2 separate regions of the Mus musculus genome follow, and region 1 is linked to region 2. A link is a contact called in public HiChIP or PLAC-seq data. All regions are on one chromosome and are shown on one strand. The core of a region is the stretch at or near the end of the contact, and the rest is flanking DNA. Distances in the headings are between cores, read along the strand shown. Region 1 overlaps Rbks (ribokinase). Region 2 holds the start of AI839979 (expressed sequence AI839979).

The links. HiChIP or PLAC-seq counts read pairs in DNA pulled down with a chosen protein or histone mark.
Region 1: an H3K4me3 HiChIP or PLAC-seq map of bone marrow-derived macrophages shows a contact between it and region 2, with 2.9 times the contacts expected there. The contact joins the enhancer-like site here to the promoter of AI839979 in region 2. A contact is called at or near these places in 6 of 484 Hi-C or Micro-C datasets (the AML12 cell line, embryonic stem cells, granulosa cells and 1 more), 3 of 115 datasets of contacts at active chromatin or transcription factors (CD8 T cells, bone marrow-derived macrophages and fibro-adipogenic progenitors) and 2 of 9 other capture datasets (adipose tissue and liver).

Annotation. Positions count from the first base shown.
Region 1 is chr5:31,669,916-31,675,010 of GRCm38.p6, reverse strand. It overlaps Rbks (ribokinase), which reads left to right. Exons shown (of 8, transcript NM_153196.1): 2 at 1,566-1,698. Among named protein-coding and RNA genes, the nearest start is that of Mir3473e, 5.1 kb to the right of the region's middle. Within about 2 kb of position 3,655, at least 7 of the 459 cell types and tissues checked have an H3K27ac peak or open chromatin away from gene starts, as enhancers often do. A contact at or near this core is called in bone marrow-derived macrophages, where this site is marked.
Region 2 is chr5:31,569,236-31,574,307 of GRCm38.p6, reverse strand. AI839979 (expressed sequence AI839979) reads left to right here and starts at 2,911. Exons shown (of 3, transcript NR_102275.1): 1 at 2,911-3,124; 2 at 3,389-3,508; 3 at 3,878-4,716.

The DNA of each region.
Region 1 (5,095 bases), core at 2,406-4,905, 100 kb before region 2:
CAAGACTTCACACTGATACTCTGTCACGTGGGTTACTCGCCACTGCTGCTCATAACAGAACCCTAAAATGTTTAAGATTTCTGATGCAAATCAAAATCCTGTCATCACTGTCATTGCTAAATTAAATGACAGGATAATAACATTACATTAAAACCATTTTTCTCTTGATTGAGTACCTTTTTCAGAAGTGAACCTTTTAGATGTATATTTTTTTTCATCAGTACTATAAATGCATGAAGAATCCTAGATAAAAATAGCATTGAAGAGAGGAGGAGTGGGATGTTTTCACATTATTGATGAGTCTCTTGAATCTCAAGCGTATTTGACAGCACAGTGCTGGGGAGTGGAACCGTGTCATCTGATTTATTGACGGTTTTAGAAGCATATAGAGAGGCTCATGGGCTGATCTTAGTCTTTATTGAAACAAATGTGCATCATGTCAGCCCACTGCAGACAAGCTGTTAGTGACCTGGAGGAATTGATATGGTCCTGCTACTCCAGTCTAATACAACATGTGCTGGTTGCAGATACAGCATGGCCTATTAATGAATACAAAGCTGTAGTCTCTTCAAATACCATAGATTCTCATCCAGTCTCCACACTTGGCCTTTCTTTCTTGTAGAGAACTGACTCACTTTGGTCCCACCTGCCATCGTTGGCCCCCTTCTTTATGGCCAGGCAGCCAGTCCTCACTTCACTTGTCTGAAATGCCTACCATTTGAAGTCAGTCATTTCTTTCCATCCTCCGGAAATACTGTTTCCTCAAATCTGGTCTTTTAAAGTCATGAAAACTTTTACCTAGAACAAATCTCATGTAATGCTTCCCATGAATAATACTATCACCATTGGCCATAGCATTATGGTGAAGTCATGCTTAGCCTCTCATGACACCAATGGAAATGGGGGCAAGATGAGCTGAGAGTTGATAACTGAGTCTAAGTGCTGAGTGGACAGGACAGGGAGGTCTACTTTTATATGATTGTGATGCTCCGTAATGAAACTTAAGCCCAAACTTAGTACTTAGCGCTCCATCATTTTAAATAGATGTTCTTTTGGACATTATGCATAAATGACACAGTATTCAGGAGAGTCTGCTCCTGCCCCACCCTCAAGGAAACAAAAAGGGTTCTTTTAGTACCAGAAATCCCTGCTTCCCTCTCCTCTTCAAGTCCCACACTTGATACTCACTAGAATCATGATAAACCTCCTGCTTCTTCTGAAACTGACAGAGAATCCCATACCCTTTCCTTCAGCCTGCCTGCTGAGTTCCAGTGTAAGTAAAGCTCTGCTGTGGGCCAGGGGACTATCCTGTGAATAGCCCCAATGCAGTACAGACACCAGCTGTCATTTGTAGTGCAGCTACAGCAACTGGAGAGGAGAGGAATTCTCTGGAGGAGATGTGCTGTGTTATAATGAAAACTGAAAGGAAAGACTGTCTTCCTGGCAGCTCACAGCTTGCTTAAGAGTAATCAGAGCTCTAATAATAACCTTTCCTGGTCTCTCAAGAATGTACACTGATTGCAATTACCAACGTGCTTTGTTTTCTTCTCCTTAAATTATAATAGTCTTACTTCTCGCTTGCCAAAAACTGGAGAAACCATCCATGGACATGAGTTTTTTATTGGCTTTGGAGGAAAAGGTGCCAACCAGTGTGTCCAAGCTGCGCGACTGGGAGCAAAGGCGGCCATAGTCTGCAAGGTAAGCCATATAGCATTGGGAAGGGGCCCAGGGCAAAGGCTGGTTCAAGCTCATTGTTTCTGTTTTCCTTCACAATTATATAATGAACACTTTACTGGTGATAGTGGTGGGTACCTATGGTACCAGCTGCTCATGATGCTGAAGGGTCAGGTTCAAGGCCAGCCTCAGCTACATAGTGAGTCCCTGTCTAAAGAAATATTACATTTTAGTAACACTTAGTGATCTGTGATGATTTGCATCTACTGTTTTCAGCCCGTTACAGAACACCATCACTCCAAAGGAAAACCTCTTGTCCATTTAAGCAATTTCTTCCCAATTCCTGGGGTCACCAATCTACATTCTGCCTCTATGAACCTATCCCCGATAGTTCATATAAATTGGCTGTGTAATATATGACTTTTGCTTTTGGCTTCTTTCACTGTTTTTGAGGCTCCTCCATCCATAACATGTATCAACATTACATCTTTTTTAATGGCTAAATACTATACCTTTATGTGGATAGCTATCCATCAGTGAGTGTGTTGCTGGACTCCTGGACTGTGCCCACCTTTCTGATTGTTTCTCAGTAGCCTGTGACTATGCATCCACATGCACCTCTCTGAGTACCTGTTTTTAATTCTTTTGAAGGTTTGTTTGTAAAAAAATCTAAATAAGAGTGATTAGGCTTTCTTATGCTTTGTGTGAGTTTCTCCGTCAGTGAATCCTCTGGGAAGCAGCAGTCCTCAAATCACTTGATGCTGTATTCTCTGAATCCAATGAATTTAGAGCCAGTGTATGCAATGTGAGAGGAATTAACCTGTTCCCTGGGGGTCTACAGTCCCACTTCTGAACAGCCTGAGTCACCCTGCACTCAGGGCCTCAGCCACAAACCAGCTCTAGGATCAGCCCCTCGTCATTAAGCCCGCCTCTCATCATCACCACTGTACCGTGAGTGCTAGCAGACTAGGTTGTAATGGCCACATATAATTGATCCTTGGCATCCTTCTGCTTTCCGTTGTATAGAGAAGGGGTATGTAACATCAGTAATCCTCTGAAATAATTGTATTTGGCTGTCAAAAGTTTCCAATTGTATATAGTTCATGTCATTTGAAGGTGGTAACATTCTGTTATTAGAAGGTAAACTTATGTGAGTTTAAGTATAAGGAAAGCTGAGTTTGAATCTGCCCAGCAAATGATAAGGAATAAAAAATTAGAAAAGCTGTCTCTTGTGAACTATATAGATTTTACAAAAAAAAAAAATCTGCAGAAATGTCATTTCTGCATTCCTGCAGCACTTTGCTCTCAGTGGGAGCCTCTAAGGGATGTGTAGACCATACAATTATCACTTCATCTGCTATTTCTCATTTATGACCAGCATATCATTCTCATGGCTATTTGGTCAGAAACATCACAGGAAAAACAAAATTCAAAATAAGAACCACCTCTATCATCAAGATTGGTCCATAGGGATTTAAAATAGTAACAGGGCCAATCTGGAAATAATTGTGTTCTAGAAATGATGCCACAGTGAGAGGGCATTGACAAAAGTTTTACACTGACTTATCCCGTCCTTGATTGGAGATGAGATCTAGGTAACTACCCAGTGATGCTCACAAAGGGGGCTCACACTGGGAAGAAGATAGGCTTTCCTGGCAGGAAAAAGATCGACATAGAATTGGTTTGGGAAGCTAGGTATCCAGAGTGGCTGTCCTAGGACGAGGGGAGTAGAAAAGACAATGGAGCCCCCTTCCCCTCTTGGAAGCTGTATATACAAAGTATTCCTGGGCCACTGAAGTCAGGATTCCATGGGCCCCAGTTCTCATCCTACTCTTAAGATTTTGAGATTGTTTTTATTTTAGGTCTATAGAATGGAAGGCAAAGATAGAAAAACAAAATAGAAATATTTGAGTTGTAGAACTAAACTGGGGAAGTGAGACATGAAATCATGTGATGGATGTGAGAGGAGCAGGGAGGGGCTGTGCTGCAGTCCTGAGGGCGATTGAAGGGAGGAGCAGAGGAGCCACTCTGCTCAGTGGAATGGATGGCTCCTGCCAGCACCTCATGCTTCCAGAGCATCTTCTGAGCTCTTTTAGTCATCCGTGTCTGCTCCACACAATTTAGTCCAAGCTTTTGCACAGGAAAACATAAGGAAACTGATTTCAAGGGAAGCTGGCCCAGGATAAATTTGCTTTTGTACCTTGGGACTCTAAGGCAGGGATTTATTTAAAACATTAAATTAAGAAAATTGTGTGTTATTCTTAGTCTCCTTGTTTTATTTTCTTTTTTGGTGTTGGGGAAGAAACACAGAGTCTCACAAATGCAAAGAATGCCTTCTGCCTCTAAACTTCACTTCTAGCTGGAAACCTCTTTTATTAATTGATTAATAAAGGGTTTCTTTTTGTAGCCCCTATTAGCTTTCAAGTCATAATACTCCTGCCTTGATGTCCTGACTGCTGGGATTATAGGTATGTGCCTCTTAAGAGTTCTTAAGGAGAAAAATAATAGACTTTTATAGCAAAAGTTATCCACCGTCATTATAGCTTCCATTGTGTTGTGTTGTCCTATGTTGTGTTTCTTTTTGGTTGTGTGAGATAGGGTTTCATAGCCCCTTGTAGCCTATGCTGGCCTTGACCTTGCTATGTGGTGTAGAAAGCCCTTAATCCTCCCACCTTCACCTGTCTGAAGCTGGGCCACAGGTTAGCACCAGCACACACACAGCTTGCAGTAGATTCTCGTCAGACAAATTAGCCACACTTGTTTTTTAGCAGGTTTTTTTTTTTTTAAAGATGACAAGTTCCAAATCAAAACCCAAATCATTACATTAATCAAGATAAAAATGAACAGATGGAGCAAAAGAGAAACTGGTAGAGAATCCCCTGTATTCTCTACGCAATGCTAGCTTATGTTCCACTGTGATACACTAGCTATCAGGCACTGACAGGAAAGATTGGTGGCACAGGCAGACCCAATTAGGAGTTATTTAGTAAGGTACTTGTCACAAAAGCAGGAAGCAGGGTTCTGTTAGTGTTTATTTCGTGACAAATGGATAATGGAGCACTCTACAGAGTTAAGAATCATGGATTTGGTACTCAGCTGAGTCGTGTGTTCAGGCTAAAGTCCAGTGATAACTAGAGACGGTGTTTTTGAAAATGAAAGTCTTCATCCCAAGGCAAACAGCCTGCCAGGGCCTCTCTCATAGACTTCTCCTGACGGGTGCAAATGCTTTCTCCACTTGTATTCCATTGAAGTCAAATGTTTATGAGGCATAAGTTCTTTCTAAACATCAAACCCTGGTCAATGCCTGTAATCCCAGCACGCTGGAGGCTATCACAGAGCCACTAAAAGTGTAAAGCTGCCCTCCCTAACCTGCATGCTGAGACCCTGTCTCAAAAATAGCAGGAGACTAGAGATGGCAGTG
Region 2 (5,072 bases), core at 1,662-4,161:
GCCCTGTCTTTGTTATTTTTAATGGCTGTATATTATCCCAGCAAGAAGAGAGTCTTATTTTTTTTCATGGCTTATTTGCCCATTCAAATCATACCCCAGCATTAGATCTTAAGGTGCTACATGTTGCTTTTTCAATTGTTTCGGCCTTTGGGATTCTGTAGCTGATAACATTTTGAAGTCAGCACATATATGTTAGCAAATTTCGTGAAGATGGAATGACTCAGCCTCTTACCTGTACAAGCTATTCTTACTGTATATTTTTCTTTTCATTGCCAGGAAGGCTTAAAGAAAACAGCTTCAATTTCAATGTGTGACCACAATGTTTATGGTTACACCTTCTGACCTATCTGCTCTACTACAGACTCACAGTGATAACCATGAGTATGTCCTGATGTCTGTCAAGACATAACCGGGGACTATGATCGGGAGACTAAGAACCTTAAACAAAACATGTTCAAAGTCCATGGAGAGGATTATGGGAAGGGCTTCCTTTAAGTCATGTTTAGCTATTTATAGTTACCAGGTATTACTGTAGTTAGAAAAATGGCCAGATCTAGTTAATCTGGAGGAAAGAAATTGCAAACAGTAGCACCCCAGTTTCATTTGCAAGAGTGAGCTGGACGTGGGCTTTAGAATCCTACAGAAGCCTGACATGACCATGAGTTTTCTGTCAAACTGAGGAATCATCATTTACATGAGATAATGTCTTTAGAATCATAAGACTACAAAAAAAAAAAAAAAAGAAAAGAAAAAGAAATCATAAGACACTAACCCTAAAGTAACATCAAGGCGTTCAGGCACCAGCATTGCACATGTGTGTGGGTGGTGCACTAGGATAAATGAATCCATCCTTCTGCAGAGAGTGCTGAGGGCACACAGTGTCTGACACTGGCCCAAGCACTTGTTTTCACTAGAACAACTGCTGGTGGGGTGGGGAGGTACTCAAACAAGTGACAACAAGAATATGGCATTGCTGTCCTTGCTGAGGTGGTGGCTGCTTCTGTTGCTGCTGCTTTCTTCTTCTTCTTCTTCTTCTTCTTCTTCTTCTTCTTCTTCTTCTTCTTCTTCTTCTTCTTCTTCTTCTTCCTCTTCCTCTTTTTCTTCCTTCTCCTTCTTCTCCTCCTCCTCCCCTTCTTCTTCTTCTTCTTCTTCTTCTTCTTCTTCTTCTTCTTCTTCTTCTTCTTCTTCTTCTTCTTCTTCTTCTTCTTCTTCTTCTTCTTCTTCTTCTTCTTTCTCTCTCTCTCTCTCTCTCTCTCTCTCTCTCTCTCTCTCTCTCTCTCGATATATATCAGGATGACCTTGAATTTGTGGCTATGCTCCTGCTTCTGCCTCCAGGGTGCAGAGTACTGGGATTGCAAGCATGTACCATGATACTTAGCTAGAAATTTTTATTTGTTTTTTGAGACTGGGTTTCTTTATGTAGCCCTGGCTGTCCTGGAACTTACCATGTAGACCAGGCTCCAATTCAGAGATCCACCTGCTTCTCCATGCTTTGCTTTGGGGATTCTTCTCTTTTCTCTTCTTTTTTTTTTCTTCTTTCCTTTTAAAATGTATATGAGCACACTGTTGCTGGCTTCCAACATATCAGAAGAGGTCATCAGATCTCATTAAAGGTGGTTGTGAACATATGTGGTTGCTGGGAATTGAACTCAGGATCTCTGGAAGAACAGTTAGTGCTCTTAACTGCTGAGCCATCTCTCCAGCCCCACCTAGGGAATTTTTAATAATTGAAATTACCCAACATATGTAATGGAATGTCTCATGCTTACATTCAGAAAAGAAATAATAAAAAACAAATCTTGTTACGAAGAAAACCGGGTATGGAAATACCAAGTCAATGAACTTGGTCCAAGTTCAAGGTCAGTAGAGGGGCTGCACTCCCTGTGCCTCGATCCCAGCCCTTCTACTCTTACAAACATGCAGCATGCCTACTACTCCGACTTTTCTTTCCTTTGTTTTTAAAGACAGGGTCTCACTATGTAGCCTTGGCTAGCCTGGAACTCACCATGTAGACCAGGATGGACTCTTAACTCCTAGAGATCATCTGCCTCTACCTAGTGCTAAGATTAAAGACATCCTCAGTGTCCCCCATCCTCCAGTGTCCCCATCCTCCAGTGTCCCCCATCCTCCAGTGTCCCCCATCCTCCAGCTCACCTGCTGCATCTGAGTTCCCACTGTAAAGGAGATCACAGATGTTTCCCCACTCGGGGTTGGTGAAGGTTAAGGGGAGCATCAGAGAGACCTTAAGTCTGGTTCTCACCGACTTTATACCTTGCCCAATGGCACATGCCAGCATGAGAAACACGGAAATTTGGCAAACCATGCAATCTACCAGGAACTCAGCTGTGAAGGGAGAGACAGTCCAAGATTGCCTGCAAAGTTTCTGCTTCCTCTCAAGCCCTCCAGAGGCCCCAGAGGAAGGAGTCCTGACCCTGCCATCTTCCTTAGACTCCAGGGCCTCCTTTTCTCTAAAGAGGCGTGGAGGGTGCTGAGTGTGGGGTGAAGGGGAGATCAGTGCAGCCAGGCTGCAGTCAGGCACAGGAGGCTGACCTTCAGTTAGCTGCTGCTAGACTGAGCTCCCACTAGTTACCTAGGAAGGCACCCAAAAGCACCGGGAGGCTGGGGGGCGGCGGGTTGGGGCAGAGACCACCCAGGAGAAATGAAGGGCTTGGTGTGGGGAGGGAAAGGAGGAAGCGGGGTGGGGGCAGTATCAGAGAAGAAGGGGCACTAGAGAGTGAGGAAAAAAGCAGAAGTCATTGTGTGGGGAGAAGGTTGAGGGATGATGCCGAAAAAGAGGAAGGGGTCAGCGGTGGCGGTAAGACTTTGGAGAAGGAAGGAGAAAGTCGAGAGGGAGGGAAGAGGAGGCGGTCCTGATTCTCCACTTTACTGCCCATTCCTTCTCCCTTGCTGAAACATCCAGCCGGTGCCTTTGTGGCCTCTTGGGCTGGGTTGCAATCTCATGCCAACCCGCTTGCCGGTTGTCAGGAGGCCTCTGGGGAGGACGCTGCAGGAGCCTCAAACGCCACCTACTCCCGGCCTCTCTCCCGGTTGATGTTTCTATTTTGGGCACCACATTATTTCCTGCTGTGATTTTTTTTTTCAGGCTTCTAATTCAGGCTCTGAGGTAAGCTGTGACATCCGCTCGTGCCCGCAGGCCCCTCCCGCACACTGCTTGTCCTCCTGGGGCGCGGGCACCCCTCAGGCCCAGCAGCAGTCCAGCCACTGCGGGGAGTCTTGGCAGGGCCTGCCTAAAAATAAGCTTTCGGATTTCCCCTCCCCCTGGTAGGGCAAAAGGAGGCTAGCTGGAATAGATTTCTAGGCAAGGATTTGAGGGGGTGATGGAGTGAGGTTGACAGGGACCTGCTATAAACTGTGCCATTGTGCCTAGGAATGGGAGTCCAACGCTTCCGTGTCCGAAGTCTGTTTAACTATATTTGGACAATGACCCTTTAGAGATGCTGATAAAGGCTACACAGAATCCCAGAAACTGTCCACAACAAACTCACAGGTAGGTTCCTGGTAATTTTGGGTTTGTGCACTTCCTTGAGTCGGGGAGCCCTTGTTCAAAGCCCTGGGTATGCATGGACGCCTCCCTCCCTGATCTCTCCTCTCAACCTCAGTATGCCTCATTATATTTAATCAATATGTGCTTAAAAAGAAGAAGTCTCTGTATGTGCAAGTACTTCAAGCACAGGCAGATTATAAGCTATGTCCTTAGGGAAACAACAGCCTCTTAAAACTGTCTTCTGGTTTACTCCCAAGGACCTGCTGGCCATCTGGCAGTGAGGGCACCCACTGCATTGGGTTCTGGCAGATTTAAGTTCCGAACTCAATTAAGTAGGCTCTGTTTTTGTTTTTCCTGACTTCTCTCTCACAGCAGACAAAATGGTAAAGCTCCCGGGAGTCTCACCCATCCCAGTCCATGGGGGTGACTTTAGCTGAGACTCCTAGCAGTGAGGATATGGAGCCTGTTGTGCTTGTAGACAGGAGCCTAGCATAACTCCTCTGACAGCTACCCAGCAGCTGACTGAAACAGATGCTGAGTCCCACAGTCAAACATTAAATGGAGCTTGGGGACTCTTGTGGAAGAGTTGTGGGAAGGATTGCAGGCCCTGAAGGAAATAGGAACTCTACAAGAAGACCAACAAAGTCAACTAACCTGGACCACTAGGGGCTCCCAGAAACTGAACCATCAACCAAAGAGCATACACAGGCTGGACCTAGGCCTCCTTGCACATATGGAACAGATATGTAGCTTGGTCTTCATGTGGATCTCCCAACAACTGGAGCAAGGGCTGTCCCTGAATCTGTTGCCTGCCTGTGGGTCCTGTTCCCTTAACTAGGCTGCCTTGTCTGGCCTCAGTGGGAAAGGATGTGCCTAGCCCTGCAAAGACTTGATGTACCTAGGTTGGGGGATAACCGAGGGAAGAGGGAGGGTTCCATCTTCTCAGAGGAAAAGGGGATGGGGGACTGTGTGAAGGAGGTACGGGGAGAGGGGAGCAGCAATTGGGATGTAAAGTGAATAAATATATATATCAATGAATAAGTAGGAAAAACGATCAAGTTCCTCACATGGCTGAAAGTGAAAGAGGCAGCGTCTTTTAAAAGGTCTTGGTCACTGGAGGTTTTTTTTTGCTTTTGAATCACATGCACCTTGTCTGCTGTTGCCTTTATGAACATGTAACATCCAATAAATTTTGTTTTTTAAATCTTTATCATATTTTATTTGTGTGTGTGTCTGTAGACCAGGGTGGCTTCAAACTCAGAAATCCTCCTGCCTCTGCCTCCCAAGTGCTGGGGTTAAAGGTGTGCACTGCACACACACACCACCACTGGGCCTGGCTAATTTCTAGCCATACTACTTACTAGGAGGCAGAAACCCTGGGAGGTAACTAAGTCTCCCAGGAGACTTTCAAGAATAGTATTAGGAAAATGGCTTGAGAGAGCTTGTCTACTTTGTAAGGATCTGCTGGTGCCTTGAAATCTTGGACTTCCCAGTCTCTAGAACCTTGAGAAATGAAATTCTATTTAAAGATTACTCAACCTAACGTATCTTGTATGAGCCACCCAAT